Linked DNA regions of Oryctolagus cuniculus: region 1 is linked to region 2. Evidence: chromatin contacts called from public Micro-C data. All regions are on one chromosome and are shown on one strand. The core of a region is the stretch at or near the end of the contact, and the rest is flanking DNA. Distances in the headings are between cores, read along the strand shown.

Region 1 (3,636 bases), core at 970-3,469, 48 kb before region 2:
GTGTACAAAAGCCAGCAACGAGCAGAGGGCTCCCGGCTCCCGGCGTGGGTGGCTTTTGCAGGATGTGTCTCTGGCGAGCTGCACGGCTGGTGAGTTCCGTCAGCAAAAGGCCCTGCTGGGACCTCCCTGCCATCTCGGGAGCCACAGCCGGGCCCTCTCGCCAGACACCGGGTCCTGTCTGCTGAGTGTTCGCTCCCAGCCCCGGGGCGGTGGCTGCTGAGACCCCAGCCCACACACTGCACCTGATGGTGCTTCTCTCGCTAGAGCACTCTTCCCCTCTTACCTACCTATCTCTAACTCTCCATCGCCTGTCACAGGTACAGACTTTTATACTAGATACTCCCTGTCCCAACTGCCACGTGGTTTCTCCCCTGGACAGGCCCTAATCCGATGCACAGGCATATGCAATGGATGCGTGGTGGAAATCTGTCTTCAAACTGCTCAATGTGCACCTTACGATAAACATCCCTACCAGCAACCAACAGGACTGAATTAATAAAAAGAGAAAGAACCCGGAAAATCTCTGTGGTTAACGAAGTTTACTTATAGCTGTATAGATTTTCATTCCCATAGGAAAAGCCAAAATATCAAAAACCAGAAGAGTTTCTAGATTTAAAAGATATTCACCTAGAGAAAACAATTCCAGCTGAAAATACTAAATCTAAAAGTACGAAGCAAAAACGTATACTTTCATGAAAAAAGAAAAACCTACGTAGGATGAACACAGCAGAGGAAGCGAAGGGTTGGGTCCCTTTACCAACTGCTAGAAACCAAAAAAGAAAAAAGGACAGTTCTCAACCACTGAGCTGCAGACAGCATTTTCATTATCTATGCAGTCTTGTTAATGCAAGTACAGAAAAATGATGTCCTTGTACATGAACTTCCACGCCACAGGATGGACACAAACCACGTAGCATCACGCAATGTGAAGAAACAGAAGCCATCTCCACACATCATCTGGACTGGCATGGACAGGGGCCAGCAAACAACCTGCCCAGCAACTGAACGCTCGGATAGAGGTTGTGGATGATTTTCCCCCATTTTTGTATTTTGTCTCAGTAAGGACCTAGCACGGCTGCCCAGCTGCCCACTCAGTGTACACCCGTGCAGCGCCTGGCAGCCGATAACGCTCTTTCTCGCAGACCTGACAGGGACGACCAGCAGCAAGAAGGAGCCCTGTCCGACCAGGGCTCCAGACTGCGACTTTCTGCAATGGAACATGAGATCAGTTAACTGCCAGGAAATACCCGGATGGGACGGGACACTCCAAGGTTACTGGAGTGAGCTCTTGAAAACCTGAGGCCAGGGAGAAGCTAAAGGACCTACTCTCTGGTGACAACGCCAAGTAAGCTCTGGTAAGAGCTCCCGGCCAGGCAGACCTGGCCGATAACCCAACCCAAACGCAACGAGACAAACAGAAAACAGAGAGCCAACAGCCCTCAACCTCCAGGGTTTTCAAAGTGCAAACCAAACGCGAAATGAATGAATTTCCCATGCTCCCCAGCAGAGGCTCTGCCTGCCGCTAGTTAAGCAAACTCTTTCGCTGAGGTCCTGACCTTCCCATCTGGGGGAATATGACCGCTAGACAGATGAAATACAGGACGAAAATAAAGATAATCAGTGATCTGGGAACAAATTATAAGCCCCGGCCGGCCACGGGCACTTGGAAGTCGTCATTAGTCAGAGCCGTGGGGTCTGTGGTGGGGGCAGGGAAGCAGTGCCTCCTGATTTCAAGCAAGCAGAGCCAGGCCCACCGTCATCAGGGAGCGAGCGAGCCGGCCTCCCCGAGGACAGGCGGAGTGCAGCTAGGGACGCACTCATGCACCCTCCCACTTAATTTCACTTATTTTTTCCAAAACACACTTAAATCGGCATTTCTTCCAAAGCAAAGCTCTATGTTCCTCCCTCAACAACATTACTATAAAAATAAGCTGGGGGAAAAAAATCTCCATTTCTTTGCAAGCTGCAGTGTGTAACTTAAGGCAGAAGGTTACAGGCCTTAGAGATAACACACGGAAGATAAAAGCAGTTTTCCGGGGCCTCGCACAAGAGCCGGGACTAAAGCTCACCTCGGGCTCTCTGCTGGCCGGCTGGCCTGTCGATGAGTGTGTGTCATCTGCTGCTTCTCCGTGCTGTGTCAGATTTCAGGGGACAACCGTGGAGAGAGTACTGTAAGAAATCCACACACCAGGCAGCAGGCAGGGACCAGGATTTACGAGCCTGGGTACGGCTGGCGCTGCCTCGACCCCTTCGCCCGATCCCTGTGCCAAGAGTAGCCCTCGTAGCAAGGGATCTGCAGAGAGGCCGGGACATCGCGCTGGCCATATATGGGATTTTTAAAAAATGCCGTCTTCAAACGATATCCACGCTGGCACATTTCAAAAGAAACAGAATCAAGAGAGGAAGGAGGCAGAGAGAGGGTACTCCCAATTCGAACGAGTTTTTATTTCCACAATGAATGCCATCACATGGGGTTTTCAGTCAAGTCTTAAAGGATTACTATCTCAGTCTATCCCTAGAATGCCATGACTTCACAGCCAGTTCCTGCTGGCTACAGAAAAAAAGACCTAATTCTCCTTGTAACAACCCTCTGGCACTGCCAAAATTTGTTTATTTCAAATATGCAGATGAGAAACCATCTTCAGCTAAACACACGTGATGACTCAGTAATTTTTCAGGCTTGCCCTGAAAAACTCTACATCCCCGGGACTGCTACAATGTTACCAAACTCGGAGGTGCCTGTGTTAAACTCAGCTGTCACACACACGCGTTTCTTCCTCCTATGAAACAAAGCACTAATTAATCTTTTTTATTGTTTTCCCAATGAAATTTAGGAGAAAGTTCATCACGAGACAGCCAGCCAAGGATGGTGCCTATGTTTTGACTCTTGCCTAGCAACTCTGGCTGAAACGGATTATCAGGCTTAGCAAGGACACGCACCGTGATCAATTGGTCATGTCTGCCACGGCACAGGCAAACAGCAAACACGTGACTCACTTTTACCATCCCTAGTACGGAAGATGTTGGTTAAGAACGCAATGCAGTGGTCAGTTCAAGTCCTGCCAATACCACTCTGTAGATGTAGGACTATAAACAAGTTACTAGTTTTCCTTGGCTCTAAAACGTGAATAATGATTCTTCAATTTGTTAGGGCTAAGGAACAGTGAACACAAAGAGTCAAAAAAGGGTCTAGGGGCCGGTGCTGTGGCATAGCGGGTAAAGCCACCGCCCCAGTGCTGGCATCCCATATGGGTACCAGTGTGCACCCCGGCTGCTCCACTTCCAATCCAGCTCCTTGCTAATGCACCTGGGAAAACAGCAGAAGATGGCCCAAGTGCTTGCTTGGGTCCCTTGCATCTACGAGAGTGGGAATAATCTCTTGGCTCCTGGATTTCGTTCAGCCCAGCTCTGGCCGTTGCAGCCTTTTAGGGAGTGAACCAGAGGATGGAAGATGTTTCCCTCTCTCTCTGTGCAGCTCTGCCTTTCAACGTAGTTGCTTTTGGATTCTCAAAGATGCACTCTTGTTTTGATTCTACAGGTTTGGGGGTAGGAATGGAACCAAAAGATGGGGCACAGCACACCGCCTCCGAGTCCCAAGGAAAGAGACATCACTCTGACACAACTCCTGGACAGCAC
Region 2 (3,356 bases), core at 751-3,250:
TTTAAGAAGGAAAAGGTCACGTGGAATTCTCACGGCTGGGGAGGCGAGTTTCCCATGCCCGTGCACAAAAAGTGCCATTGCCAATGCCTGCTAAGTGATAAAAGTCACACACGCACACTCACTGGCGTGCGTCCTGGTCCTGCCTGCTGATCGCCTGTGCTCGGCGCGCACCTCCCCTGCAGCCCGCGGGCTGCGCTCACTACCGCCCCACCCGGCCCCCGACGACCCCTTTGCAGCAAGATTTCAACTCCCGGCACACCCAGGCATGCAAGACCGAAACCACAACTCCCCGGACGACACACGGGAGAGCGGTTAGCCCCGGGCACAGCAGAGATCCGGTAGTTGGCATCGAGGCCTCCCGGGGACCCCGCCGGTCCATCGGCGAACGGCCGAGCCGGGAAAACGCACGCACCAGGCTAGGGCAATTTTTTACTGCCAAGCCTTGAGGTCTGGACGGGGCCACGCCGACAGGTTCGAGTGCACTGCGAGGCGTGCCCTGCACCCATTTCCCCTCCAGGTCCCTCCAGGGCGGGGGAGGCAACACGGACCCGCAACTCCATCCTGCGACTGCACGGCTCCGGACGCCAGCTCACGCCGGGAGCGTGGTGGTGTAGCAACACCAAGCGGCTCGACCGTGCCAACCCAACAGCGCCACGCTCCGAGACCGGCGACCCAGGCCGCACACGCGCCCGCAGCCGGCAAAGTTCACTCGCGCCGACCTCTCCGCCTGCGACCCCCCAGCAAAGTTTCCAGCCCACAAAGCCAGCTCGAGTCCGGGTCCCCTCCTCCCGATTCCCCCTGCCCAGGGGCGCCGGGGTGGGGGTGGGGGCGCAATCCAAGCCCCACACCCTCCACGCCCCATCCCGCCCGAGAACGCAGCTCCCCCTAAGCCGCCAGCCCGCAAGCGAGCTGGATTTCCACCCAGAGCAAAGGAAAAAAAAAAAAAAAAAGCCAGACAGACATTTCCCTTCGCAACAAAAGTGGCCTCCAAAGTCCCCTTGCCAAGGACACCGAGAGGAAGGCGCCGAGCAACCAGAGACTCGCACTTGTGGAGGAGGCGCACACGGGCGACGCCAGGCAAAAGGTGACCGCCGAGCGGGGCTTGGGGGGCGGCGCGGGCGCCCCGCGGCTCCCCGAGGCCGGCGAGGCTCGCAGGGAGGCTGCCCGGGGCCGCGGCCGCCGCCGCCGCCGCCGCAGAAAGTTAATACTCACTCAGTTTCGCAACTGCGCCGCCCCCGCAGGCCCCCGGCGGGCCCGGCCCGGGCGCTGGGGACGCGGCGGCGGCGCCCGGAGCCCGTCCCCGGGCTGCGCGCTCCGCGCCGGCCGGAGGCCCCGGCTCCGCGGCGTCCTCTCTCTCTCTCTCCCTCAGTGTCTCTCTCGGAAGGCGTCCTGCCGGGCCGGCGCTAGCTGAGCCTCGGCCGCCGGGGCTCGAGCGCGCGGGCAGCGGCCGAGCCGCCGCGGACCGGCCGGCGAGGCTCGGCGAGGCGGGCGCTGCGCGGGGAGCCGGACGGAGCGCGGGCGGCCGAGGCGCGGGCGGCTCGCTCCCGCGGCCGGTGCCTCCGGGCTGGGGGCCGGGCTGGGGGCCGGGCCAGGCCGGGCCGGGCCGGGCGGCTCCGCCCCTCGGCCGGGCCGCGGGCTGAGCGCGCGAGAGGCGCCCCCCTCGGCCGCGCTCGGGTCGCCGCGGCCGCCGCGGGTCTCGCGGGCCCGCGGCGCGGGGAGCGAGCCGGTAACGGAACTGGGACGCGGCGCTGCATTGTGGGAGCTCCGAGGGCCCCGGGGGCCAGCGCTCGGCCGGCCACGGCGGCGCGCCCCCTGCGCCGGGGCCGAGCGGACGTGGCGGGAGGGCGCGCGCTGCACTGACCGTGGCCGGAGCCCAGCCTCCGCGGCGGCGGCCCGGGGCCGGGACTCGCTCGAGCTGCCCTCTGCGGGTTCCCCGGGAAGCCGGCGGCTCGTTCCGCGGCCGAGGGAGAAGAAACGAGAGCGAGGGCGCGCGCCCTTCCATCTCCGCCCCGGACTGGGTTTGCGCTGCGGTGCACGCCGAGTGGCTGTGATTGCGCGGCCCCCTGCGCAGCAGGCGGTGACAGAGGCCGGGCGGGGGTGGACACACACACACACACACACGCACGCACACGCATGAATCAGCTGTGAGTAACAGAAGTTTAGAACGAGCCGGGCCGGGCTTGGCTTGGCTTCAGACGGAAATCGGTGCTTGAGTGTGGCCCCGCAGGTCCGTGCGTCAGCTTCACTAGTCCGCTGCATGCTTTGGGGACAGCACGCGACGCGTGCTGCCGCTGGCCGGCTCGCAGCCTTGGGTATGGGCTTGGACGCCCGCGCGCCCGCCGGCCCGCCGCAGCAGCGGCCGTTCAATCGGCTGGGGTTGGGGTTGGGGTTGGGAGTGCCGCGCGTGGGGGAGCTGCGAGACGCGGCCCCGGCCCCCTTAATTCTCCAGGCACTGATTCTTCTCCCAGACACGGATGGCAGACTTGCACAGCTCACTGCAGCGCGCGTCCGCCTCAGGACCTGGGGTGTGTTTTTGTTTTAATTTTTTTTTTTTTCTTTTTGACCCTGGGTTTGGTTCTCTGGGTTTTTGACGTTTCCTGATTCCACAGCCCATTGATTTCCTCCACCTCGCAGGTGCGCCGGGGAGGGCGGGCTGGTAAGACCTGAATGTTGGCGGATCCACGTTTGGCGGATCTGGGGAGAGGAGAGCTTTGTGGCCCCAGTGTGCACCCTAAGGCGACGCCACGCGAAGGGGCTCTGTGGGCCACGGGGTGGCCTTTGACCCCGGGTGACTCTTGTCAAAGGAGTTGTTTAGCCCTCAGGTGAGCCTGTCCTGGCCTCTCACTCCCTTGCCGACTCTTCCCTCCACTGCACACCGATTGCCCAATTGGATGGAAAAATTCGGTCCCCATCTTGCTGTGGCCCCTGGCGGCCTGTGGCCGTGCTGACTGGCTGTTCCTCCTTGGAACTGCCTTCTTGGGCTGGGCAGCCCTTGTGGTGAACGGTCTCCCAGGGGGGGGGGGTGTGGGGGGCGGTGGGTGGCAGACAGCACTGTGGCTGCTATCGGACCAAGATGTATGATCTCCAGGAGCAGCTGGGCCTTAATCGAGTTTCTGTTGATCCCTGGGTTTCGTCACACAGCCAGAGGTGGACGGGTTGATGGAGGCAGGCACCCATCTGCCGCGTGACCGGCATTTAAATCCGGGTAAATTTATGATGCCTGGCTAGCCACGCCCACTCGCAGAGAAGCGCTTGCAGGCACCGATGACCACTCCACAGCACGGTGGACCTCACTGGCAGCTGTCGAAGTCTGGGAATTGGCTTCGGTGGAGGCTGGACAGACCACCTGCCCCAGC

What was found. A called contact is a pair of places that touch in the nucleus more often than the background predicts.
Region 1: a Micro-C map of ear pinna shows a contact between it and region 2, with 2.8 times the contacts expected there. The contact joins the enhancer-like site here to the promoter of RASSF8 in region 2. A contact is called at or near these places in 3 of 6 Hi-C or Micro-C datasets (ear pinna, psoas muscle and an unstated tissue).

What each region holds. Positions count from the first base shown.
Region 1 is chr9:123,258,119-123,261,754 of mOryCun1.1, reverse strand. The region is part of intron 1 of RASSF8 (Ras association domain family member 8); the gene reads right to left. Among named protein-coding and RNA genes, the nearest start is that of RASSF8, 48 kb to the right of the region's middle. Within about 2 kb of position 2,219, at least 1 of the 8 cell types and tissues checked has an H3K27ac peak or open chromatin away from gene starts, as enhancers often do. A contact at or near this core is called in ear pinna, where this site is marked.
Region 2 is chr9:123,210,383-123,213,738 of mOryCun1.1, reverse strand. RASSF8 (Ras association domain family member 8) reads right to left here and starts at 2,000. Exons shown (of 5, transcript XM_051850353.2): 1 at 1,862-2,000. LOC138843660 (serine/arginine repetitive matrix protein 1-like) reads left to right here. Exons shown (of 8, transcript XM_070048360.1): 2 at 183-311; 3 at 421-2,822. The coding sequence ends at 1,407.